Linked DNA regions of Muntiacus reevesi: region 1 is linked to region 2. Evidence: chromatin contacts called from public Hi-C data. All regions are on one chromosome and are shown on one strand. The core of a region is the stretch at or near the end of the contact, and the rest is flanking DNA. Distances in the headings are between cores, read along the strand shown. Region 1 holds the start of CASP8AP2 (caspase 8 associated protein 2). Region 2 holds the start of MAP3K7 (mitogen-activated protein kinase kinase kinase 7).

Region 1 (6,815 bases), core at 897-3,396, 690 kb after region 2:
GTATACATATACCATGGAACACTACACAGTCATAAAAAAGAATGAAATATTGCTATCTTCAGCAACATGGCTAGACCAAGAAATTGTTATATTGAGTGAAGTTAAGTCAGAAAGAGTAAGACAAATACCATATGAAATCATTTACATATGGAATGTAAAATATGACACAAATGAACTTATTCACAAAACAGAAAGATTCCCAGACACAGAAAACAAGTTTATAGTTATCAAAGGGCAAAAGCAGTGGGGGGAAGGGATAAATCAGGAGTTTGGGTTAGCAGATACAAACTACTATATATGAAATAGATAAACCATACAGTCCTATAGCACAGCAAACTATATTCAATATCCTGTAATGAAGCATAATGAAAAATAACATGAAAAAGAATGTATAGAGTAAAAGAATATATAAAACTGAATCACTTTGCTGTATACCAGAAACTAACACAACATTGTAAAGCAACTGCTATAGCTGAGAGCACTCTTGAAGTTACAAAGACCAGTGATTCTCTTGAAAAGGAAGACAGGAAACAGAAGAGGAGGAATTATGTATCAGTATCTCTTGGGAAGAAGGATTTTTCACATTTGCTCTCATCTTTCTTCAAATGAGTGTCTCAATATACAATGAGAATTGTTTCTGATAGGAGAGTTGCACCAAAGTGTAGAGGCAAACTTTTTAAAGTTGAGAACCATGATGATGAAAGAAAAGAGTCGCAAGCTCACTCATAATCTTTTGAGGAACAATCCCAATGAATTCAAATGTGAAGGCAAAGCAGATGAGAGAAGGATCACCTAGGCTTTTGTGATAGGATGTCTTTAAGAGACAGTCTGAAGGAGGTTTCCTTTAAGAAAAAAAAAAATCAAGGGAATGAAATTAACATTTGTAGAGAAAAACAAAAATATCTGTAGACAAATAGTCAGGGGAGAGGGAAAGGGTATCTTTAGGCTCACAGGAAAGGCTTAATCAAATATAGCAAGATCCCTAAAATGATGTACGGGGAAAAGAATAACAAACACCATATATACTGTACCCTATGTGCCAGCCACTGACCTAAATGCTCTTAAATACATTATTAATTTATCTTAAATCCTCCCAAAGTCCTATGAGGTACAGACTATTATTTTTTCCAATTTACAGATGCAGAAATAGATAAGAGAAATTTGCCTCAAGGTCCAACAGCTGGTAAAGGGAGACCTGGGATTAGAACCCAACTGTCTCTAAAGCCAGATGACAAAACCAAGAATATTCATTAGAGAGAAGAATATAAAAAAAAAATTTTTTTAATGGGTGATCTCTTGCAAAATGGCAAGAAACGCTAGAACTAATTGGGGTAGAGGGACTCTTCCCCTGAAGGCCTCTGTCCCCCCTCCAATCAAAAGAGCCCTGAGTGAGATGGAGGAGGAGCCTTCAAGACAGACAAGGTTTGGAGCTGGAGCTGTAAAGAATGGGAAAGAGCAGGGAAGAATCAGAATCAATGGCAAGTTGATGTCTGAAGCGCAAATCTTGACACTCTACGAATTATACATTCACATCTGACTTAGGATCTACTCTGTGTTAGGAAAAGAGTCTTATACCTGTAGAGATTAAGGTAAACAACTTCTCTGGGTATAACAGTGGCCGAAACAAACAAACTACATCAATGATCACCAGACACAGGAAAGACCCACTCCTCCAGAGAATCGCATCCGAACGAGTACATTCCAAGGAGAGATAGGTTTTGGGGGGGGAGGGGAAGGAAGAATGGTCGAAAGGACAATTCCAAGGAGAGAGAGGTTTTGGAGGGGAGGGGCAGGAAGAGTGGTCGAAAGGACAATTCCTACCTGCGCTAGTCCTCGCCCCCGCCACCTCCCGAATTCTCTCGAAGGACCATAGAGGGATCTGAAGTGAAAGCCCAGAAGCTGCATCCGAGGAACGCGGCTTCCTGGGGGCCCCGGACATCAGACGCACGCCAACCCCCACCGACTCCGCTGCTCCCTTCAACTCCCTGGATCCCCGGACGCAGTCATCCTCCGCTACGGGGACTACCGCGCCATGCAAACTCTTCCCAGAAGCTCCGCGCAGACCGGACCCCCAGAAGAACTTACCCGCCCCGCCTGGCCCAAAGCAGCCTGGGATCCTCTCTGGACACCCTGGTCTCCCTGCATCTCCACCAATGCCAGCTCGCTACTAGCACCCGGAGGCGGGACTGAGCGCCCACGGCCAATCGGATCGGACGCAAAGCACGTCCTCGGCGCACATTAATAGTTCCCGCCTTTGGGAGGGATTAAAAAAAGCACGGTTGGCGCCAAACTCGCGTGTTTGAGGCAGAGGGGCGGGGCCTGCCCTGGCGGGGAAGAAGGGGCGGGGCTTCGCTATGGAAGGGGCAGAACCTTGGCTGAGGTGGGGCGGGGTCCGGGAGCTCCTTCATGAAAGGGAAAAGCAATAGTTGAGAAGGCACTGTCATTTACTTAGGTCTTTGTTCTGTTAATTCGACTAATTTATTTGGTTCTGTGTTCAGTTAATTCGACTGGTTGCCAACCGCGTGCCGGACAGGCGCTGGGCGCTGAAGTGATGACGACGAGTAAGGCTGTTGTGCGCTGCCCTCAGACGCTTGACTGCAGGCTAAGCAGTTTACCCCGGGGAGCTGGTACCGAGGGGGTACCAGTCAAGTGGGATGGGAGAGAGAGCAGCGCTTTTTAGAGTCAGGCTACCAGAATTATCTCTTAGAACTTGCGGGCATCAGAGGCACCTGTAGGGTCTAACCCCCAGAGGCTGGCCCTGTGCCACTGACCGGTGGGGAAATAAAGCCAGCTTTCGCTGCTACCTCATCTAGAGATGTGATCTTGAGCCCTAGTCCTTTCCTCCTGTTTGTCCATTTTAACAGCTTGCGACTGTCATTAACAATTTATTGTATATTTTAAAGTTTTTCAAAAAGTCCTCATTTGGGTGAATATATTTAGAAAGAATACTGGTTTCCTAGACTCTCCCCATGGAGAAGGCGAGGGTACCCCACTCCAGTACTCTTGCCTGAAAAATCCCATGGGTGGAGGAGCCTGGTAGGCTGCAGTCCTTGCGGTCGCGAAGATTCGGACACGACTGAGCGACTTCACTTTCACTCTTCATTTTCTAGCATTGGAGAAGGAAACGGCAACCCACTCCAGTGTTTTTGGCTGGGGAATCCCAGGGACGTGGGAACCTGGTGGGCTGCCGTCTATGGGGTCGCACAGAGTCGGACACAACTGAAGTGACTTAGCAGCAGCAGACTCTTCCCCAACCACCGTCGCTTCTGAAGAGAAGTTAGCCAGGTAGCTTTCCAGGTAGTGGAAACTGGAAGGGTAGAAGGTGTGCAATCACAAGGCATACGTCGTTGCTTTAACATAAAAGGGTGAGGTGAGGCTGGGGAGAGAGGCTTGGATCAGACCTTGAAGCCCCATAAGAACTTGTCGCAGAGCTTGGAATTTACTTTTAAAGATGAGGCATGGGCGGGCCACCAAACGTTTTTAAGGTTGGGGTGCTGGTGATCTGATTTACATTCAGTAAGCTCTGTTGGCCTTGAGAAGGAGGATTCTGAGATGCTGTTGCAGTGATCCAGAGAAGATGAGGGAGATGGCAGGTAGCCTAGGAAATTGATTTTAGACTATTTAGGAGATGAAAGTGATAAAACATAGCAACTGATTGAATACTGGTTTTCAGCATGAGTACTTGATGGCAGTCATCAAAGAAAAATTATTGAGAACACAGCATATGTGCCTCAAAAATAAAGGTTTCTGGCAAAATTATCTTCCAGAAAAGAATAAACTTATCATTTAAGCCTTATAAAGTCTCTCGTTTTTACTGGTACTCTCATAAATACTTTACATTGAGCAGAAAGCAGTATTCGGTTTAAAAGTATTTCCTTGGGAAATTCCCTGACAGTCCAGTGATTAGAACTCTGTGCTTTCATTGCTATGGCTTGAGTTTATTTCCTGGTCAGGGAGGGAACTAAGATCTTGCAACTAAGATTCTTTAAGCCCTGGCAAGGAAGGTGAGGTTGGGAGGTGGGAACTACCTGTAAAAATATTTGCTTCAAAAGATCTCATTGCCAATTTGGTAAACTTACAGAAGCCAACTGAAGAAATCAATATTTTTCTTAGGGAAACAGAGTAGTGTAAAACAGTTACATCCTTTATGGAGTCTGAACTCATGATTGTAAATCTTGCTAAAGTAAAAGCAATTTCTGAAGAAGGTGTTTATGTAACTAGAAGATACAGTGTTAAGGGGGATAAAAGAACAACGGAAGAATTAGAAAAAGAATATACATATATTTTGTTTGTTTTCATATAGCAACACTTGAAGGATAAATTAGAACCTAATAAACAAATGTACCATACGGAACTTACTTAAATAAAAAATTATTTCCACATAAAAATATTAAATGGTGGCTTCAGGCACGGCATGGTACCTTTTTTTATTAGGTTCTAATTAATCCTTCAAGTGTTGCTATGCAAAAAAAAGCAAAATATATGAATGGAAATATGTAAGGCTTTTCTTTTTTAAAATTACAGTTTCATTGAGATATAATTCATATACTGTATATTTTACCTATTTAAAGTGTTAACTTTGCCTTTTTATAAACTTTTACTTTTAAACTATAGAAGAAAAAAATAAAATAAAATAAACTATATAAGAGCTTCATATATTAAAAGACTGAGTTAAATCAGGAAGAAAAAACATTAAAATGGAAAATAAATCTAAGTAATGAAACTGTGTCCACAAGAGAAATATAACCACATAGACAAAACACTTATTTCAAGTGACATATGAATACGGTGCTCTGACTGTATATCATGAGTGGGATATATTTCTAAGGACAAAAAGAACTGCAAAGAAATCTTATAACTCATGCAGTAGTTTTATTGTTAGTATTAATGTTGTAGTTTTGAAACTATTTTTGCATCTTGTGGAATAAAGAAATATGTAATATTTTAATATTTTTAGGAATTAAGATATTTATTGAAAGAGAAAAGAGATCCAAGGATAAAATCAAAAACATTAGGGGTGACAACTTATACTATATTACATGAATTGGGAATGTCAGCATGAGCTCATGATTTTTTAAAATACATATTCCTTATTTCTGTTCCTTAAAGGGTTTGGAAGCAATGACACCTCGACTGCAATATGTCACGAACACACCTAAGACTCAGACTCCTTGTAGTCTGAACAGATCAGCACCTGAGGGCAGAGAGGAGGATGGAGGAGGAGAGAAGGAGCGGGAGTCTATCCAAAGGAACAAGTGCAAGATACTCAGTATCTTGAATGTGGGTAAGAGGCTAGGGTTAACATTTCCAGTGTTAGCATTATAAAAATTCTGTTACTCAAGTCAAATGAAAGTGCTCTGGAAAATTCTGTTAGAAATCTCAAAAAGTGCATCAGCTGTGGTAAATAAAGATGACTGGAAATTATTTGCCACTCCTTCATTGAGAAATGAAGTCTAATTTCCAGTCCCTTGAATCTGGGCTGGCTTTAGCGACTTGCTTGACCATAGGATGCAAGGACAGGGATGTTTTAGGACTTCTAAGACCTTGCAGTTTCTATCCAGGCTTCTTGGAGATCTCTCTCTTCTCAACCTCAAATTGTCATGTAAGCATTCCAGCTTAAAGTTCCAGCTGAGCTCAGCCTTCCAGCCATCCCTGCCAGGATACAAGATGTGTGAGTGAACCTATCTTGGACCCACCAGATTAGGACATTGACTAGCTCAATACAATCGAATGCCTTCATTCAATATCCCATGGAAGACAAGAACTGCCAGCAGAGCCCTGCTCAAATTCCTGAACCTCCCTATTGTAAAGTATTGGTGGCGCTGCTGCTGCTGCTAAGTCGCTTCAGTCATGTCCGACTCTGTGCGACCCCATAGAGGGCAGCCCACCAGGCTCCGCCGTCCCTGGGATTCTCCAGGCAAGAACACTGGAGTGGGTTGCTGTTTCCTTCTCCAATGCATGAAAGTGAACAGTGACAGAGAAGTCGCTCAGTCGTGTCCAACTCTTCGCAACGCCATGGACTACAGCCTACTAGGCTCCTCCGTCCATGGGATTTTCCAGGCGCCTTCTCCGATTGGTGGCGCTAGTCACTGGTAAAAAACCTGCTTTCCCACGCAGGAGACATGGGTTCAATCTCTGGCTTGGGAAGATCTGCCAAAGGAGGGCATGGCAACCCACTCCAGTATTCTTGCTTGGAGAATCCCATGGACAGAGGAGTCTGGCGGGCTACAGTCCATAAGGCTACAAAGAGTCGGACACGACTGAAGTGACTTAGCACACACGCACATAAAATAGTTGGTGTTTTAAGTCAGTATAATTTTAGGTAATAATTTGTTACAAAGAATTAGATTACTGGAACAGTTATGGCAACGTCAGAACAAACTGCAGAGTTTTATTAAAATTGTTACATAAAATGAATGGAAGGCCAGAGAAAGACTTTAAAGTTTGATGAATTTAAATTAGTAATTGCTCCCATTTACAACATATAGTTAAATTCAGTATTTTAAACCCCATTTGTAAATGTAATGCATTTGATGTTTTTTAAACACAACATACTTGTAGGACAAACACAAAAGCTGACAAGTCAAACATTCCTAAGAGTTACTGAGTTTAGCTCATACTACTCTGCCACATGACAGGCCAATAATCAAGAGATCAGTTGTTGGAGCAAGGCATAACAACTTGATTTGGAAAGCCAGCAAACAGAGAAGATGGTGAACTCATGCCCCAAAGAACCATCGTGCCTGAGTTAGAATTCAGGCTCCTATTATACTAAAAGGGGAGGGAGTAAAGTCAAACACTTCCTGGTTCCCATC
Region 2 (6,467 bases), core at 3,561-6,060:
CTCCCAGTGGGTGAAATTGGAGAGGAAAAAAAATTTACTCTTTACATATAAAGCAAAAATATGCATACAGTACATAAACAGATTATACAGTATCTATGTAGTAGTAAAAACTTTGGAGGCTATTAAAAGTTTTAAAAGGTTCCTTAAGGGATTAATAATGGAAAAAAAAGATTGAGAACTCTGCTCTAGAATAATGGCAAATATCACAAAAAGTAGATGACAACAATGGAAACTCAATTATTGATGTAACCATTAACTTTATGGATCAAATGACACTATAAGTCTTTCAACTATAGCTTTCACTATAGCTTTCAACGTAACTAAACTGATAAATCCCCTTTATTGTTTAAGCAATGTTGTCCTGAGTTTTCTGTCACTCATAACAGTCACACTAACAGGCAAACTACAGAGCTTGTTCTGTTACATACTGACAGTGAGGATGGAAGGTAGAGTGCTCACCCTGGGAGGGGCTTCAAGTCCAGTTCAACTGCGTGATATTCAGCTCAGTTCAGTCGCTCAGTCGTGTCCAACTCTTCACCACCCCATGGACTGAGCACGCCAGGTCTCCCGGTCCATCACCAACTCCCGGAGTTTACTTAAACTCATGTCCATTGAGATGGTGATGCGATCCAACCATCTCATCCTCTGTCGTCCCCTTCTCCTCTCGCCTTCCATCTTTCCCACCATCAGGGTCTTTTCCAATGAGTCAGCTCTTCACATCAGGTGGCCAAAGTATTGGAGTTTCAGCTTCAGCATCAGTCCTTCCAATGAACACTCAGGACTGATCTCCTTTAGGATGGACTGGCTGGATCTCCTTGCAGTCCAAGGGACTCTCAAGAGTCTTCTCCAACACCACAGTTCAAAAGCATCAATTCTTTGATGCTCAGCTTTCTTTATAGTCCAACTCTCACATCCATATATGACTACTGGAAAAACCACAGCCTTGACTAGACAGACCTTTGCTGGCAAAGTAATATCTCTGCTTTATAATATGCTGTCTAGGTTGGTCATAACTTTTCTCCCAAGGAGTAAGCGTCTTTTTTTTTTTTTTTTTGGTAAGCATCTTTTAATTTCATGGCTGCAATCACCATCTGCAGTGATTTTGGAGCCCAAAAAAATAAAGTCTGCCACTGTTTCCCCATCTATTTGCCATGAAGTGATGGGACTGGATGCCATGATCTTAGTTTTCTGAATGTTGACTTTTAAGTCAACTTTTTCACTCCCTTCTTTCACTTTCATCAAAAGGCTCTTTAGTTCGTCTTCACCTTCTGCCATAAGGGTGGTGTCATCTGCATATCTGAGGTTACTGATATTTCTCCTGGCAATCTTGATTCCAGCTTGTGCCTCATCCAGCCCAGCATTTCTCATGATGTACTCTGCATATAAGTTAAATAAGCAGGGTGACAATATACAGCCTTGATGTACTCCTTTTCCTATCTGGAACCAGTCTGTTGTTCCATGTCCAGTTCTAACTGTTGCTTCCTGACCTGCATACAGGTTTCTCAAGAGGCAAGTCAGGTGGTCTAGTATTCTCATCTCTTGAAGAATTTTCCAGTTTATTGTGATCCACACAGTCAAAGGCTTTGACATAGTCAATAAAGCAGAAATAGATGTTTTTCTTGAACTCTCTTGCTTTTTCAATGATCCAGCAGATGTTGGCAATTTGATCTCTGGTTCCTCTCTTTTCTAAAACCAGATTGAACATCTGGAAGTTCACAGTTCATGTATTGTTGAAGCCTGGCTTGGAGAATTTTGAGCATTACTTTACTAGCGTGCAATTGTGTGGTAGTTTGAGCATTTTTTAGCATTGCCTTTCTTAGGAATTGGAATGAAAACTGACCTTTTCCAGTCCTGTGGCCACTGCTGAGTTTTCCAAATTTGCTGGCATGTTGAGTGCAGCACTTTCATAGCATCATCTTTTAGGATTTGAAAGAGCTCAACTGGAATTCCATCACCTCCACCAGCTTTGCTTATAGTGATGATTCTTAACCCCCTCTTGACTTCACATTCCTGGATGTCTGGCTCTAGATGAGTGATTACACCATCGTGATTATCTGGATCCCTGGAAATTTGTGGAGACACTATAGACTAGTGACTGAAGTTCACATGAAATTGTGAGCTCTAAGCTTCCATCCTTAACTCATAAAAGTTAAAGAAGTTAAAAGTAATACAAAGTCAAAATTCAGGTGAACTGAGACAAATTCCACTCCCTCAATTCTCTAGATTCAAACTATATTATTTATGATTCTTTGATTGCAAATAACAAAAATACAACTGGAATCAACTTAAATAAAAAATGGGAATGTATCAACTCATAAAATCAAATCACAGAACGGGAGAGGTACACTGGACATTGAGGATGATAAGATCCAGAGTAATAAGCACTGCTGAGAGCTGGGACTTAAAAAAAAAAAGAAAAACTGCAAGCAAATAGGAAAAGGATTGATTTTAGATTACTATCAACATCAGAAGTCCAAATCAGTGCATAAAATATAGAAGCAGAAGTATTAAGGTAGATGTTCAAGATCATGTGGGAGATTCACTTTGAAAGGCATCCAAAAAAATAAGAAAGATGTACACATGAGAGGATGCATAGACAGATGTATGATAAAACAAGTATAGCAAAATGTTAATGATAGCATCCTACCAGTAAGTATCTGGTTGTTTACTGTAAAATTCTTTCAACTTTTCTGTATTTCGATATTTTTTATAACAAAATTTTGGGGGGGTGGGGGGGAAACAAGCAGAACACCATCATGACTATGGTGACTAATCCCTTGTCTGCAGTATTCTAGTTCTAAACTGAGGTACAGAAAACAGATCATGCATTCCACGAAAGTTAGGACTGGCAAAACTATTCATTCAGCCAAAACGTAAGAGTTATCTCTTGAATTCCCACTTGGTAGCATACACTGTTTTAAGGTCAAGGTGTTAAAGAAAAAGTAAATATGACCTGTGAGTCAAAGGACAAGGTTAAAAGGTGACCATCCTAGTTTGGGAATTTGAGTAAAGAAATGACAGGTAAAAATGGTTATCCCATTAGTTTACTTTCATTTGGTGGTTGTTTTTTGTTCCGTTGCTCAGTCGTGTCCAACTGGAGAAGGAAATGGCAACCCACTCCAGTACTCTTGCCTGGGAAATCCCATGGGTTGTAGCCTTCCAGACTTCTCTGCCCATGGCATTTCCCAGGCAAGAATACTGGAGTGGGTTGCCATTTCCTTCTCCATTCTATCTGGTTATTAGTGCACTAATTAAGCATCATTTTATTGTAATACACATAGAAATAAAGCTCTGATTTCTCACTTGGACAACTGAGTAGATAATGAGATCCTTCATGGAGACAGAAAATGCACACAAAGAATATATACGTAGTGGGTGATAACTTCTGAATTTGTTTTTGGAATCTTAAAGTTCATGTGCTAAATTATGTCTAAATAGAGATGTCCAATAGGTCCAGAATTCAGGAAAAACTTGAAAACTGGGAGAGATTGTGAGTCACCATCATAAAAGTGGTCAATACCCTGGGTAAGATCACCCAGAGATTGCTCTGTGAAAGAAATTATTCTTTCTTCCATTCTCTTACCCATTCACCAAATTATCATTGTTATTAAAACTACAAATAAAAAAGAGTCACACTGTCTTCCAGGAGTTCATAACTTCTTAATTGCCAAATTCAATGACCTATTCGCAATCCCAATGGGTTAAAATTAATTCTGTACAGCATTTATTTGGTTAGCTATTTCTTATTTGAAAAACTCTCCTCCACTGATATTCCCATCACCATTCCCCTCACTTTCTCCTTTCTGACTGTTCCCTTTTTGGTCTCCTACTGAGACAGAACTTGACCTTCACAACGTTTCATTCTTAAACCTTCATCTCTAACTCCAATTTTCCCAATTAGGCTTTAGATCAAACTGACTGATGTTTAAGAGATAGTTTAAAATTAAAAATTGTGTTGATAGTACAACACAGGAAATACTTTTCACCTTGGAAATATACTGAGCTAGGTGCTTGTGAGAATCATAATTGATTTACTCCCGAGCCTGTTTACTCCTGTCCTGAAAATGGCAACAAAAATACTTAATTTGCAAGGCTACTGTTAATGATAAAATATGGGATACATAAAAGCAAAGTATCCAGCACAAAGCACTGCACTCCGACATGTACCATTAATACATCCTATAAATTCAAATGAACGACAAATTATGCCAAATTATAAATATCTACCTTACCTAAAATTAACTTCTGTTCGTGAGCCTATATAGTATTATTCAGGCTACATACGCTGGCTCGCTGTGTATTATTTTCTTTAGAATCTCTGACAGCATCAGGGACTGGTTCAAAGTAACAGTACAATCGCTTCCTTCCAAACACCAAAACACATTTTCTTAGGCTTTTTAGGAAATAGTGCAGTTTAGCTTCGGAGTGAAGCTGAATAGTAAGCTTCCTCACAAAAACTCAATCCAATACTACCCCGTCCATTTGCAGGTCTCTGAGAGAAAAGGGAGCGGGGTCAAAACATACTTCACCAAGAAGGTTGAAACTGTAGCTTTTATCTTTCCCGCTGGTTCCTAGAGGACCAACCGTACAGAGATTCCACCGCGCTCTGCGCCACTTCCGTTCGCGCGTTTTAATTACGTCACACGTCAGTTCTCGCGGTATTATCACTTCGCCGAAGCCCTTTAATAAAGGTCTCGCGAAATTTGTCCCACAGGTCCAAACAAGCCTCTCACCCTCCCCCACTCCACCCCTCCCCCACTCCACCCCCGACCTGTCCTCCTTTCTCTCACCGAATTCTCCCCTCCCCTCCCGTGATCTCAAGGCCCTCCTCTTGTTTCCGATCTCTGGCCGGAACCGGAAGTTTGGTGGGCGGGGCCGGGCGGCGGAAAACGCAGCGGAGCCGGAGCCGGGACTCGGCTGTGGCCGCTGTCCCTGTCCCCGCCACGGATCGCCGTGGCTCCAGGTTGAAGGTCGGTCCGGAGGCGGGTGGGCGCGGGTCTCCCCCGGACTGTCCGGGCGGCAGCCTTCCCGGGCCCCCCGGGCTCCGCGAGGGATCATGTCTACAGCGTCCGCCGCTTCTTCCTCCTCCTCGTCTTCCGCCGGTGAGATGATCGAAGCCCCCTCCCAAGTCCTCAACTTTGAAGAGATAGACTACAAGGAGATCGAGGTGGAAGAGGTGAGCGAGGCCCGGCACGGAGGCTCGGGCCCTGGCCTGTCCCGGTCTCTGCCTGGTCCTGACTCTAAAGGCGCCTCCCTGGTCCCTCTATTTCTTGGGACCCACCCTGGAGTCCCCACACCCCACCGAGGCCGGGCGTAAAGGGGCTCTCCGCGTCCAGCTGCTCCGGGGTAGCTCTCTTTTCTCACTTTAGCACCCTTGAGTTTGAATTTAATACTCTCGTGCTTGGAGTTTGGGTCATCTCAAACGGAAAAGGATAAACTGGTGCGATCGTCTGGTCCACCAGTTCTAGAATCTGTAAGTAGTAAAATTGATCAAAGACCATGGCCGTTTTGGAGTTTTAGTTCTCCAAAACATGGTGTTCTTAAGGGTCAAGGATTGTTTTATGTTCGACTTCTGGCTCAGCATCTGGCACGCAGTGGGTGCTCAGTGGATGCTTCGTAAATTAATACATCCAGAAGTCTAATAGTTTTTCCTCAAGTACCGAATAGCTCTGTTTCGCCAGTTCCATAGAGCAGTAGTCATGTTAAATGTTATTTAATAGTCTTCAATTAGACTGATTTAGGTTAATTTCACCACTAGTAATGTAGACAGGTTTAGGATGAAAAAATGTTTCAGGTAGCATATTCTGAAGAAATAACGAGTGATTTCAGTGACAACTAGAATGTGAGGTCAGACCAGAAGTCGCTGTTATTAAACCTGAATACATCCTTTATTCTGCAATATTTAAATTATTTTGGAGCAAGGTAATGTGCCTTTAGCACATTGCTTCTTTTCAATGCACAGAGGTTGGTTGTATAGACCATAAAAATTAGAAAACTTAAAGCTATATATATTTTAAAGACACTTTAGAAAGTGTTAAAACTTTGGTTGTAAATGGTATTTATTATTTACCATTTGTTTATCATTTAAGAAATTTACTAAGCACCCTGCATTACATACACCCACGAGAATCCTGCATGTTCTGTATTACAGATCTCAAAGAATTATCTCTACTTTAAAAATTTTTAATTACTTTTAGACAGTGGTAAGCTAAAAGTAGTGAGATAATTATCCTTCAACGAACGTTTTTTTTTTTTTTTTCTATGCATGTTTTGGAATAATGGATTATTTTTACTTGCTTAAAATAATCTTAAAGATGGCTGAAAACAGCCTCATTTTACAAGATAATGTAAGTGGAAAGAGCAAAACCTTAGGAGTTAGATGAAGGTTCAGTGTATCAGCTGCGCCATTTGTTAGCTGTGTGATCTGGAGCAAGTTTCCTGACCAACCTTTTTGAGCTTTAGTTTCC

The links. A called contact is a pair of places that touch in the nucleus more often than the background predicts.
Region 1: a Hi-C map of muscle shows a contact between it and region 2, with 6 times the contacts expected there. The contact joins the promoter of CASP8AP2 here to the promoter of MAP3K7 in region 2. A contact is called at or near these places in 2 of 3 Hi-C or Micro-C datasets (blood and muscle).

Annotation. Positions count from the first base shown.
Region 1 is chr19:56,439,268-56,446,082 of mMunRee1.1, forward strand. CASP8AP2 (caspase 8 associated protein 2) reads right to left here and starts at 2,147. Exons shown (of 11, transcript XM_065911470.1): 1 at 2,086-2,147.
Region 2 is chr19:55,749,270-55,755,736 of mMunRee1.1, forward strand. MAP3K7 (mitogen-activated protein kinase kinase kinase 7) reads left to right here and starts at 4,811. Exons shown (of 17, transcript XM_065911333.1): 1 at 4,811-5,176. The coding sequence starts at 5,057.